Linked DNA regions of Mus musculus: region 1 is linked to region 2. The links are chromatin contacts, called in public ChIA-PET maps. All regions are on one chromosome and are shown on one strand. Each heading gives the region's core, a stretch centred on a gene start, on an enhancer-like site or on the middle of the called end of the contact. The rest is flanking DNA. Distances are from core to core; before and after follow the strand shown.

What was found. ChIA-PET counts read pairs in DNA pulled down with a chosen protein or histone mark.
Region 1: an RNA polymerase II ChIA-PET map of memory CD8 T cells shows a contact between it and region 2, with 79 read pairs. The contact joins two enhancer-like sites. A contact is called at or near these places in 3 of 115 datasets of contacts at active chromatin or transcription factors (memory CD8 T cells, microglia and pancreatic cancer cells).

The regions. Positions count from the first base shown.
Region 1 is chr13:117,237,776-117,243,715 of GRCm38.p6, reverse strand. The region is part of intron 2 of Emb (embigin); the gene reads right to left. Among named protein-coding and RNA genes, the nearest start is that of Emb, 20 kb to the right of the region's middle. Within about 2 kb of position 1,360, at least 92 of the 459 cell types and tissues checked have an H3K27ac peak or open chromatin away from gene starts, as enhancers often do. A contact at or near this core is called in memory CD8 T cells, where this site is marked.
Region 2 is chr13:117,047,400-117,053,464 of GRCm38.p6, reverse strand. It overlaps the pseudogene Gm29767. Among named protein-coding and RNA genes, the nearest start is that of Parp8, 25 kb to the right of the region's middle. Within about 2 kb of position 4,809, at least 67 of the 459 cell types and tissues checked have an H3K27ac peak or open chromatin away from gene starts, as enhancers often do. A contact at or near this core is called in memory CD8 T cells, where this site is marked.

The DNA.
Region 1 (5,940 bases), core at 111-2,610, 190 kb before region 2:
TACCGAATCTGCCTCAGTTTCTCCAACCTTCTTTCCCACAGGTCTTCGTTATCTTTCACCAGAGCCGGGAGGACATGATTGCCTCGATTCTCTTGAAAGTTACTCTTCTTCCATTTAAAATGAGCACCTATAACTGTATCCAAGCTGCACCTTTAACACCAGACCGTAGATTGTCTAGCTGCTCCGGTATGATGGTCAGCTAGGATCATGAACCAGAACCTGATAGAATAGTGATCGCTGGGAGACAAACGAGTTTGTCAGAAGTTTCTGAGATGTTTCACTGCTATGACGGGAGCCACCTTGAGTCTGCATGATTCTATGGGTTGGGATGCAAGGCTGAATAAAGAGAAAGCAAACTGAGCCCAACATCTACGTCCACTTTCTGACTAAGGGTGCAACGTGAACAGCTGCGTCAGCCTCCCACTGCCTTGCCCTCTCACACTACGGGCCAAAATAAACTCTTCCTCAAGTTGCTTTTGCTGGGCATTTTGTTACAGCAGACAAAAAAAAAAAACAAAACAAAACAAACAAACAAAAAAAAAACAATTAACTTAACAATTTTTCTTTGTGTAGCAAAGGATCTTTTTAATGTTATTGTTTTGATTTTTGTTTAGTGGTTAGTGGGTGCGTGCAGGGTGTGTGGGTGTGTGTATGTTCTGGTGGAGATCCAGTCCAGGTCCTTGTATATCTTAGGCTGTTAGGCAAAGGTTGTACCATCAACTATATCCTGAACACCGCCCTGGTTCCCCCAGTTTCCTTGCCTCGTGCTGTTATACATCAAAATGGGCTGATACAGAGGAAGTCTATAGAAAGCACTAACGCTCTACAGAGCGGGGCTCAGTAAGCACCGTCTTGCCATCTAAGTGTGGAAAGTGTAAGAGCTCACTGGCAATGTTAGGACTTGCATGCTGACTGCCTGGTCTGCATCATTTCATCTTCATAGCAGTGTTTATGAGGTAAGCAGCCACCCTGCTTCACAGATAAGGTAGAGAGGAGACTCTCACCCAAGGTGACTAAGATACAGGCAACACTGAACTTCAGATGTAAGTGTGGCTAAGCCCAGAGTCTCCCCTCACCAACAACACATACAAACTCTGAAAGATCCAAAGTTCTTATGGAAATAGCATCGACATCTTCACCTCCTAACTTTTCAAACTCAAGACTTCAAGTGAAATAACAGACGTCAAAGGAAATTTAAAGGTACGGCTGCTTACCAAAGGGAGCGAAACGATAGCTGTCAGATGAACGTGTTTAAAACACTTACGTTCTCAACTAAATGCTCTCCCATGGTGCAAACCAGAGCTTAGCCTTTCTCCTCCACAGCCTTTCCTAGGCCACCTATTATTTCACTGCTTTTCATATCATTTCTGCAGCTTCCTTTACTTCCTGTCACAGAATCACAGCATCAAAACTACACAGAAAACTCTACCCCTCCCTTGAAAATCTTTTGTGGTTAACCAAGAAATTAACTGTGAGCTCAAGAAACAACATTTCAAGTTCCCTAATATTGCACAAGAGGAACGAACACATCTCTGTCATCTTGTTGCAAAACACCCATGACTTCTACAGCTCTAAGAATGTAGAAATGTACTCAGTTTCTGAGATAGATTAAAAATTCGGTGATTCCAGAACTTTGGAAGCTGAGACAGGAGGATCACACTTTTAAGATCAGCCTAGAGTACATGCCAAGAATTTATCTTTAAAAAGAATTTTAAAATAAAAATAAAGACACAGCTCTTAATCCAATGTATTGAGCTGCCTCAATAGTCTCTTGTATACATAAGATCTTGGCAGAAATGATTGGCAGCTTGTCATCTTAAGAGGAGTGGTAAGGGGCTGGTGAGATGGCTCAATAGGTAAGAGCACCCAACTGCTCTTCCAAAGGTCCGGAGTTCAAATCCCAGCAACCACATGGTGGCTCACAACCATCTGTAACGAGATCTGACGCCCTCTTCTGGAGTATCTGAGGACAGCTACAGTGTACTTACATATAATAATAAATAAATAAATCTTTAAAAAAAAAAAAGAGGAGTGGTAGGGACATCAACTCTGACCATTTGGAACCCTGCAACAATATAACTGGAAATTTCTATATAGTGTTTTCAAATATGCTTTAAAAGTCCGATTAATGGAGGCACTCCCCCGGGAGGGAGGAAGGCAGCTCATAAGATTTCAGAAGCCACCAAAACTTAGAAAGTTCTAGAAACTCAGAAAGTGGGAGAAGCTTCACAGCCTTGTCCCCAAAGTTACAGATGTGGTAAGTACTGCTAGGTATGTGTGCTAGGTACATACGGCTATCTGTGTTCCCTGTCCCCAAAGTTACAGATGTGGTAAGTACTGCTAGGTATGAGTGCTAGGTACGTACAGCTATCTGTGTTGAGGTATTTTTGTAATTTCTTGTAAGCATGGGAGAGAGCTCCAGGAATGCTCACCCACATTGAGGTGAGCTTTAGGAGTGACATAGTTGCCTTGGAGACAGTCACACATAAGGAAATCTCACCCATGCTCCTGCACCTAACCCCACAAAAACATGCTGATTTACCAAGCCAGACTTAGGCAAAATCGTCTTTTAACCGACTATGGTGTGCTGCCTAAGGAAAATGAAACTTTTTTACTCCCCTCTCCCTCTCCCTTTCAAGAAAAGTCATATAGCATGGAAAGTCACCATGCACTATGATGTATATAACTAAAAAGATAGAGTGACTCATTGAAAATAAATAGAAGATAAGGACCCTCAATACTCCAACCTACTTTTCACTGCATAAATCAGTGAGGTCTATGTTATCTCCTATATTCTGAATAAAATAGCCAGAAATCTTACAGAAAGTCTGAAGGCCACACTAGCATACAGCCAATACCTCATTTAGGAAAGGGAAGCCACCAGTCCTATACTCAGCATTCTCCTGACTTAATGGGGGGAGCCCTCGGGAGGCAGAGGTAGACAGATCTCTGAGTTTGAGGCCAGCCTGGTCTACACAGTGAGTTCCAGGACAGCCATGGCAACACAGAGAAACCCTGTCTTGAAAACAAAATAAAAAAACAAAAGCAAGAGAACAAAACAAAAAAAGAAAACAACAACATTACACTTGAGTTATAATTTTATCTTTCTCCCAAATTACGTTATACATTGAAGTGAAAACTGATAGTTATTACTTATGGAATCCAGTTATTTATTAGACTCAATAACATAAAAATAATCCATGTTATTCAGCCTTCTATTGCTAATCATCAACTTCAGGAGGAAAGTTCACTCTGCTTCACACATCCACGAGATGAGGCAGCAGAGAGGCAAGAGTCTAGTGTCCCTTCCAAAGAAACGTCCCCAGTTATATCCCGATACCCTGATAAAATCTCCTTCTTTAAAAGGTTCCATCCTTCCCAGCTAGGAAAATGCCTGCAGCTTAGAGTCTTTTACTAAATCAAAACCTTCCCTCTGGAAACCTTCACAACCCATATGCCTTGTGATTAAATCCAGTTTGTTTGTACATGGGCATCTTCAAAACAAAAAGGGAAACACAAATCGGCAAGGATGGCTTCTACACAGTGACGGCAAAGCCAGCTTTACCAAAATAATTCACATAGGCTAGGCCAGGCGAGGTATGCCGGAAGTCACGAGGCACTGGTAAGAGGAATGATAAATCAAGGTAAGAGGAATGATAAATCAAGGTTGTCTTGAGCTTGCTGGGAAAGAGGAGGGAGAAGTCAGTTTCACAGTGACACTCTCGGTCCAGCGAGGAAGACTGCAGAGGGGAGAGGAGCTGTGGCAAGCTTTCTGGAAGAGAAAGCATGACAGGGAGAAGATCTGTCACCTAACAACAGGCAACCCTCCAGGGTTCAGAACAGCACACCCTGCCCCTACCCTCAGGGTACCTAGGCCAGTCCCACTATTTCTCTTGAAACTGAAGTATCATTGTATAATTCTCTATCTCTTCATTTAAGAACCTCCGTACCACTAACTCATCTCCAAACTGAGATGGATCGACTTCCACCTTCTCCACCTGGATGGGACAGTTCGGTATGCATACGCACACTGTCTTAGATTGCGCCCTACTGCGGTGATAAACACTCAGACCAAGTGCAGCATTAGGGAAGAGTCCTGGCTCAGTCTGTCCTGAAGGTAAGGCAGAGCAGACACAGAGAGAGGCAGCAACCTGGGGCAGAAGCTGAAGCCATGAAGGAGTGCTGCTTAATGGCTTGCTCCCCTTGGCTTGCTCAGCCTGTTTTTTTGGTTTTTTTGGTTTTTTTTTTTTTTTATAGTACCCAGAAACTCCGAGTACCTCTGCATGTACTCTGTGGTGCACATTTATGCATATACATGTACATTTTAATAAATGTAATTATTTTTTTAATTTAAGTGCACTATTCCTGATAGCTCTGCTATACTTGCAGACAGGAGCCTAGCATAACTGTCTTCTTAGAGGTTTCACTGAGCAGCTGATGGAAACACATGCAGAGAGACCTTCAGCTAAATGTTAGGCGGAATTCAGGGATCCCTCTGAAAGAGTAGGGGGAAGGAATGAGGGAGCTGGAGGGGTCAAGGACACCACAAGAAGACCTACACAGTCAACTAACCTGGGCCCTTGGGGCCTCACAGAGACTGAACCACCAAAGAGCACACATGGGTTGGACCTAGGCCCTCTACACATAGGCAGCAGCTGGGCAGCTTTGTCTTCATGTATGTCCCTTAACAACTGGAGTGGTGGCTGAGTCTGACTCTCTTGCCTGCCACCTTTCCCCTAGCTGGATTATCTTGTCTGTTCTAAGTAAGAGAGGATACACCTAGTCCTATTGTGACATTATGTGCCAGGGTGGCCTGGTCTTCAAGGGGGACTTCCTCTTCTCTGAGGAGGGAAGAGGGATGGGGGTATGTGAGGCTGGGAATGGAAGGAGAGGAGGTAGGGAGGGCAGCTGGGATCAGGATGTCAAAACTGAAGAAAATCCTAGGCAATGAGAGACATCTGCGTGCTCACAGACCAGCAGAGAAGCTTCCTCACTGTGATGGTTTATATATGCTCAGCCCAGGGAGTGGCACTATCAGAAGGGGTGGCCCTGTTGAAGTAGGTGTGGCACCGTGGGTGTGGGCTTTAAGAGCCTCAATCCTACCTGCCTGGAAGCCAATATTCTGCTAGCAACCCTCGGATGAAGATGTAGACCTCTCAGCTCCTCCTGCACCATGTCTGCCTGGATGCTGCCATGTTCCTGCCTTGATGATAATGGACTGAACCTCTGAACCTGTAAGCCAGCCCCAGTTAAATGTTGTCCTTTGTGAGATTTGCCTTGGTCATGGTGTCAGTACACAGCAGTAAAACCCGAACTAGGACAATGACCAAAATAGTCTACAGACTCAACCCAAGCCTTACCATATTTCCAATGCCACTCTTCACAAAATCTTTAAGTGAAGGGTAAAAGCTATAAAGGCAATGGGTGAATAAAACTGGACTACAAAAGTTACTAGGTAGAGGTAGAGCCTAAATCTGTAAAGTATGTGCCATGGTGCAAGTATGAAGGCCTGACCTCCAAGTCCTACCACCCACCTAAAATACATGCTGGTAAATCTCCCAGGCTCTTCCAGTGGGCCCCAGTTCAATTCCCAGCAGCCACATAGTGTCTGAATTGTCTGCAACTCTTCTTCCACGGAATCCAATGCCCTCTTCTGGCCTCCACAGGCACCAGGCATGCAGGTATTGTACGGACTGACATGCAGGCAAACAACTATATGTGTATGAAGCCAGCTAACTTCAACCTCTGGCTTCCACATGCAAGTGTGCACACGTACACACGCACACAAATTATGCAATGGGCAGACATATTTTAGCTTTTATAAAAAGCATACCCAAAAGGAATATGTGCTTTAGTCCTACCTCATTTCCACCAATTTTTTTTCAAAACAAATAGGAAATCAGTAAAAGGTATTAATAAACAAATATACATGGGCACGAA
Region 2 (6,065 bases), core at 3,560-6,059:
CTTCTTCTTCTCCTTCTCCTTCTCCTTCTTCTTCCATTAATGTACTGTTTCCTCATTGTAGGGTCTAGTTTGCATATGTAGTTACTGTTGGAAGGTTACAAGTCAGCAGAGCTGTTAATCATGACATTTATCTTTTCCTACCCTACCATTTCTTGACCACTTCATGATTGGCCTGTACCTTTGTCTGCAAGATTTCAGCACAACTAGCAGAATACTATATAATGACAATATTGGAATACTGATGTAAACTTCAGGCAACCTAATTTTGAGAAACAAAACTAGAGGAATGAGTTTAGATTGTAGGTTAGAGAAATGGAGGGCAGGATATGGTCTCCCCATTCTCAGTTGTTTGCAAATACATTTACCCCCCACAAAAAAATTTACAGTTGAGGCAGAGTCTTTTTGTCTGCCCAAGAGCTGTTTCTGATTCCTATCTGTTATCTGTTTAGGAGCTGGTTGGGCACAGTTGATGAATCAACCATTGCCCATTTCCCCTTTTTTGTGATTTCCTTAGAGGCCGGTTCTATTTCTGATCTCAAAGACAGAAAAGGAAGTAGCCTGAGAACTTCTGGGAAAGAGTTTGCTCCTTACACAAATGAAAGAAGCTTTATTGCCCACCTTTCCTGCCTCCCCTCTAACGTGCAAATAAATATCGACAATCTTAACTGTTGCAGCTACAAACCATGAGGAGATGAACTTCATGATGAAACCAGCTGGCCAGGAAGCCAAAGCAAAGGAAGGAAGACATCAGGTTTCAAAGACAGCATCAAGCCACAAACAACCCCAAGGCAAGGAATTTTAGGATTTCTCATTAAATACCATGATATCAGTAAAGTGGCCTTCTCTTCTTTCTTCTTTCTTTACTCCTCTTCGTTATCTGTGGTGTTTGGGATGAAACCCAATATATTCACCAAGACTTCATGACTGATCTCCTTCCCAGCCCATTAGTAAGGATTTCTGTTTCATCCAAACACATTTTTTTTTTTTTGCTTGCAGTGTTTTGATTTGATTTGGTGTTGTGATTTTATTGAGAGAGGATCCTGTATTCTGTAGTTCAGCCTGTCCCCAAACTCATAGTACTCTCCCTACTGCATCTTCCCAAGTGCTTGGATTACAGGCATAAGCCATCACATCTGGACTTCTCTGTTTTGCATTAGTCCTGTCTTGTTATATTAACTTTATTCTGGGTAGCCTTTTATTGCATTATAATTGTATCACATTCATTTCTATTACGATGTTTCTATTGATAGTCCCATTATTTAATAACCCCATGGTTGCCTTTTCTTGTATAATGTAACCTTTTAGCATAATATATTTAAAAATTGTGTTCTTTTGTGTGTGTGTGTGTGTGCATGTGCATAGGAGTGTTGTCATGGGTGTGGACATGTGAGGCCAGAAGTCAACATCAGGTGCCTTTTCCAATCTACTTCTGCTTTCTCCATCTTATGTACTGAGGCAAGATACCTCGCATGAACCTAGAACTTGCTGATTCCGCTGTCTGTCTAGTCAGCTTGCTCTACAGATCCCAAGGTCTGGGATTACAGTTGTGCCACCACACCCACCTGATATTTCTGTGGCTTCTAGACATCTAAACCTCTGATCCCCAACTTGTGTTACCAAGTCATTTTATCCACTGAGCCATCTTCCCAGCCTTAGCTCTAATATACATTCTTCATACTGATGGTATGGGACAGACAAAATACATCCACCAAATTGGTGATTTTTGATATACTGCCACCCAAAGCTTTAGGTGTGAGTTTTGATGCTTTGATGTCTCTAGATTCTAGAGATTTCAATTTCTTCACCTAGTCGCTCCTTTGTGGCTTATAACGCTGCTGCCACCCTTTGTGGCTATCAAGATGAAGAGAATGATTTCTAACTGGTTCAGATTGCTGTGCTCTTTGGTTTGTCTTGGTAGACGTCAGTCTCTGACTATGTAACTTTTTTTTTTTTTTAGAAATAACTCTTGGTTTGGTCCTAGTCATCATAGAAACTCAAGTTCTAGCAACAGAACAAAACATAGTGGCAGAAGCTGCTGACCATGAAGGAACCCTAGCAAGTCAACTCTCCGATCCCTTGAGAAGATGGGAATGACTTGTACAGACCTGTGTCTTCCAGGGAGATGTCCTATGGTCAGGTGTAAAGCTGGTGCCTAAGAACTTGTCTAGATGATTAAGGGAATGGAAGGAAAAAAAATAGAAAGATTGTTGACAAGATTGGTAGAAAGGATGTGGATAAACCTCTAAGAATGATTCAGTTCTCTCTCTCTCTCTCTCTCTCTCTCTCTCTCTCTCTCTCTCTTTCTCTCTCTCTCCTCCCCCCCCACCCCCACCCCGCCACCGGTTTCTTTGCAACTTCACCAATGGATAAGCCAGGATGCTCACCTTTGATTTTGGGGCGGTACTCAGAACAGAGCAAGAAGAAGACCGAAGGAGGCCTCTTGGGCGAATTGGGGTCCTTGAACTTCTTTTTGGTCTCCCCTTTGAGGAGGGGGGATGTAGGTTTTCATTTCTCTTTCATAACGAGCCTTGTCAGCTTTTGCCATGTCTTCAAATTTCCCCTTTTCTTTAGCAGACATGGTCTTCCATAACTCTGAGCACTTCTTGGAGAACTCTGAGAAGTTGACAGAAGCATCCGGGTGCTTTTTCTTGTGCTCCTCCTGGCAGGTTTGCACAAAGAACGTATATGAGGACATTTTGCCTCTCGGCTTCTTAGGATCTCTTTTGCCCATGTTTAGTTGATTTTCCTCCGCAAGGCACAGAGTCTCCCAGTGCCTATCAGGCTCTCGCTTGCCCCAGTGCTGTCTCTATGGAGATCAATGTACTGCAATGGCTGTGAGAGCGGGAGCCAGACGCAGCCTCCTCACTCTCTCCGCTCTGTAACTGTCTGTCTCCATTTCTTAAGGGCAGTGATGAGAAAATCCAAATGGCGGAGCAAAGCATCTCCCTTTATGGGACATGAGGAGCAGGGTGAGGAAGAACCTGGATTTTACCTCCAAAGGCTCATCTACCCCTACTTCCGGTCACTTTCTTCCTCCATCCAGATTTCATCACCTGAGCCCTCTATCCTCTCCTCACCAGACAGGAACCAGGACTTTAAAAAAGAAAAATAATAGATGTTATTTATTCTTTGTGGATGTCATCCACGCAACAATGTGGTTTGACCATACTTGGCCCCAACCTGTTCTTCAACATCCCTGGGATCCTCCACCCCACATTCCTTTCCAACTTTAAATCCTCTTTAAGATTATTTGTTTATAACCTCTGAGTCTAAAGGACCAAGGTTTTTGAACACATGAACCTGTGGTGTATATTTTCAATTTAAATGTGTGTGTGTGTGTGTGTGAGAGAGAGAGAGAGAGAGAGAGAGAGAGAGAGAGAGAGAGAGAGAGAGAGAAAGAGAGAAAGAGAGAAAGAGAGAGGCAGATAGACAGACAGAATCAGGGACAGAGCAGAGAGAGTCTGTAACTGGACATGGTGGCACAACCTGTAATCCCAGCCCTTTTAGGAGTTCAAGGCCTGCTTTAAAATCTTTCTATCTTATTACATTTATGTATGTGAGCATGCATGTGTCTGTATGTCTACTTGCCTACTGGTATGCACCTGCCATGGTATGTGCATGCTTCAGTGTAAGTGTGGAGGTCAAAGGGCAAGTTGAAGGAGTTAAGTTCTCTCTTTTCATTATATGGGCGCTGGGGAGTGAATTCAGGTCACCATGGCTTGGCATCAGGTATCTTTACCCACTGTGTCTCTGGCTTTAATCACCGGCACTCACTCTCTCTCTCTCTCTCTCTCTCTCTCTCTCTCTCTCTCTCCCTCCCTCCCTCCCTCCTTCTCCCTTCCTTCCTTCCTTTCTCTTCTTATTTATTTTTAAGGAATAAACAGTGGCCAAAGCAAGATCATATCACTAGGTTATCAGCACATAGATGCAACTTTGATTAGCGGACTTTTTTAGCTGAAGCCAAATGGCCATTCATGCTAAACCGCTGGTAAAGAAGTAAGAAGGTAGGATTGATGTTTGTGTCCTTCTGTTGTCTTGCACATAGCTATAGAATCCAATACTTCCCAGTCTTCCATCTGCTCTTTTATCCACCTCTTTCATACAGGGCATGCTAGGAATGGTTAAGTATCAAGGCAGTACAGTGATGGACTTAGAGAAATGAACCTTTTGATTCAGGGTCTTACGTAGCTCAGTTGGCCTCAGATGCCCCATGCAGTTGAGGATGACTTTGGATTCTCGATTCTCCAGCTCCCACCTCTCAGCTGCCAGCATCCCTGGCATGTGTTGACATACATTGCCAAGTCACTCAGAGTTCTTGAATTTGGAGATGATGTTCAGTTACAAGGGGAAAAAAATTGGTTTCTTTCTGTTAGGAGAAAGTTTGGGTCTTTCATGTTTAGTTTAAAAGGAAAGGTCTGTATAGTTATTGAGCAAACCAAAGCAAGAATATCTGTTTTCATTTGAGGCTTTTTTCTTTCTGAGGAATTCCCTAGTGCACCAGTTTAGAAAACGCCGCCTGCTTTAGAAGCTAAAATGCCAAATGCTAGCTTCCCCAGCCTCCTTTGCAGCTAGGGTACAAACATATGATTTCAGTTTTGTCAATCTGTTTGCCAGTACTGCATTTTGACTTGGGAATTAATAAAAATGAAACAGATTCAGTTATGCTTTCTCTGTTTCTTGTGCAGGCAGTGTAACAGCTGCTAAAGTATCTGTTGTCTCAAGAACAAGTGGGAGTTGTAAGGGTGGTTTAGCAGTTGGCTTAGGATTGAGCAAGCCTCACAGTTGCTGTTCTGCGGGCTGCTTGCTTCTCACTGGTGGTGGGGTGGTTTCCTCGCTAGGTTTGGGGGTGCACTTCCTGGCTGCTTAGTTTTGAGTCTGGCTCCGGAGCCATTTCAATAGTTCCACAAATGACTAAATATGTTTGTGGTAAATGTATTTACTGCGGAAGTCGGACACATCGGCTCCTGCACGTTTGACATTTAGAAATTCAAGATAGGGCCAACAAAAAATGGCTTAGTGGGTAGAGGCATTGGCGGATGCCTGGTGACCTTAAGTTTGATCTCTGGAATTCACGTAGTGAAATGGGAACAATGACGCCTGCAAGTTGTCCTCTGACCTCCACACATACATCAGAGCATGTACACACACACACACACACACACAGAGAGAGAGAGAGAGAGAGAGAGAGAGACAGAGAGAGACAGAGAGAGAAAGAGAGAGATTAAGTAGAAAATTTGGATTAGATTAGTTGCAGGCATATGTTCCTTTCTGCATTGGTGGCCATGATTGAGAGATGGACAGGAGATCCTTCTCAAATGTGTGGATTAATAATTAGGTTGTTGAGGAATGTGCGAATGGGAATCTCTGAGGCTTTAGAGACCAGCACAATGCCTATTCTGTGTGTTTACATTTCAGTCACCCATAGTGAAATCAGAAACCTGAGCCCCAAGATGTGTTCACCTGACAAAATGACATTTCTTCATTTGGATGGTGTTATATCTCACATGTGCCTATATGCCCAAGGATAAGCATATTCTAAGTAAATTTTAGATTCATATAGTTAGGACATGCTATGTTTTACCTATACAGCTGTATATTATACATAAGATATAACATGCATAAATATTTAGCTCATAACCAGCTTACACGTCTAGCTGTGGCCCAGAGATCATCACATGAGTCAGTTCCCGCCCCCCCCACAAAGGACAGAAGAAAATAGATGTCTGAAAAGAACATATTAATATCTTTAGTGTTTGCATCATTTTACATTATGATCTATTAACATTTGCTTGTTTATTAAAGACAAGGAGGTGGTTTATATTAAGTAAAGATGGATGCAGAACATGAGAATGCACGGCTATAAGCCTGATAGTTGAGAGGTAGAGGGAGGAAGATTGCTTCAAGTTCAAGGCTAGTGCAATCAATATAGTCAGAGTGTGCCTCAACAAAACAAAACAAAACAAAAACCACAAAAAACCCCATATAAACCAATAACAAACAAAACAAAGATTTACTAAAAACTAAACCTGCCTCTCATCCAAGAGCTGCTTAAGTAGATTCTGCAT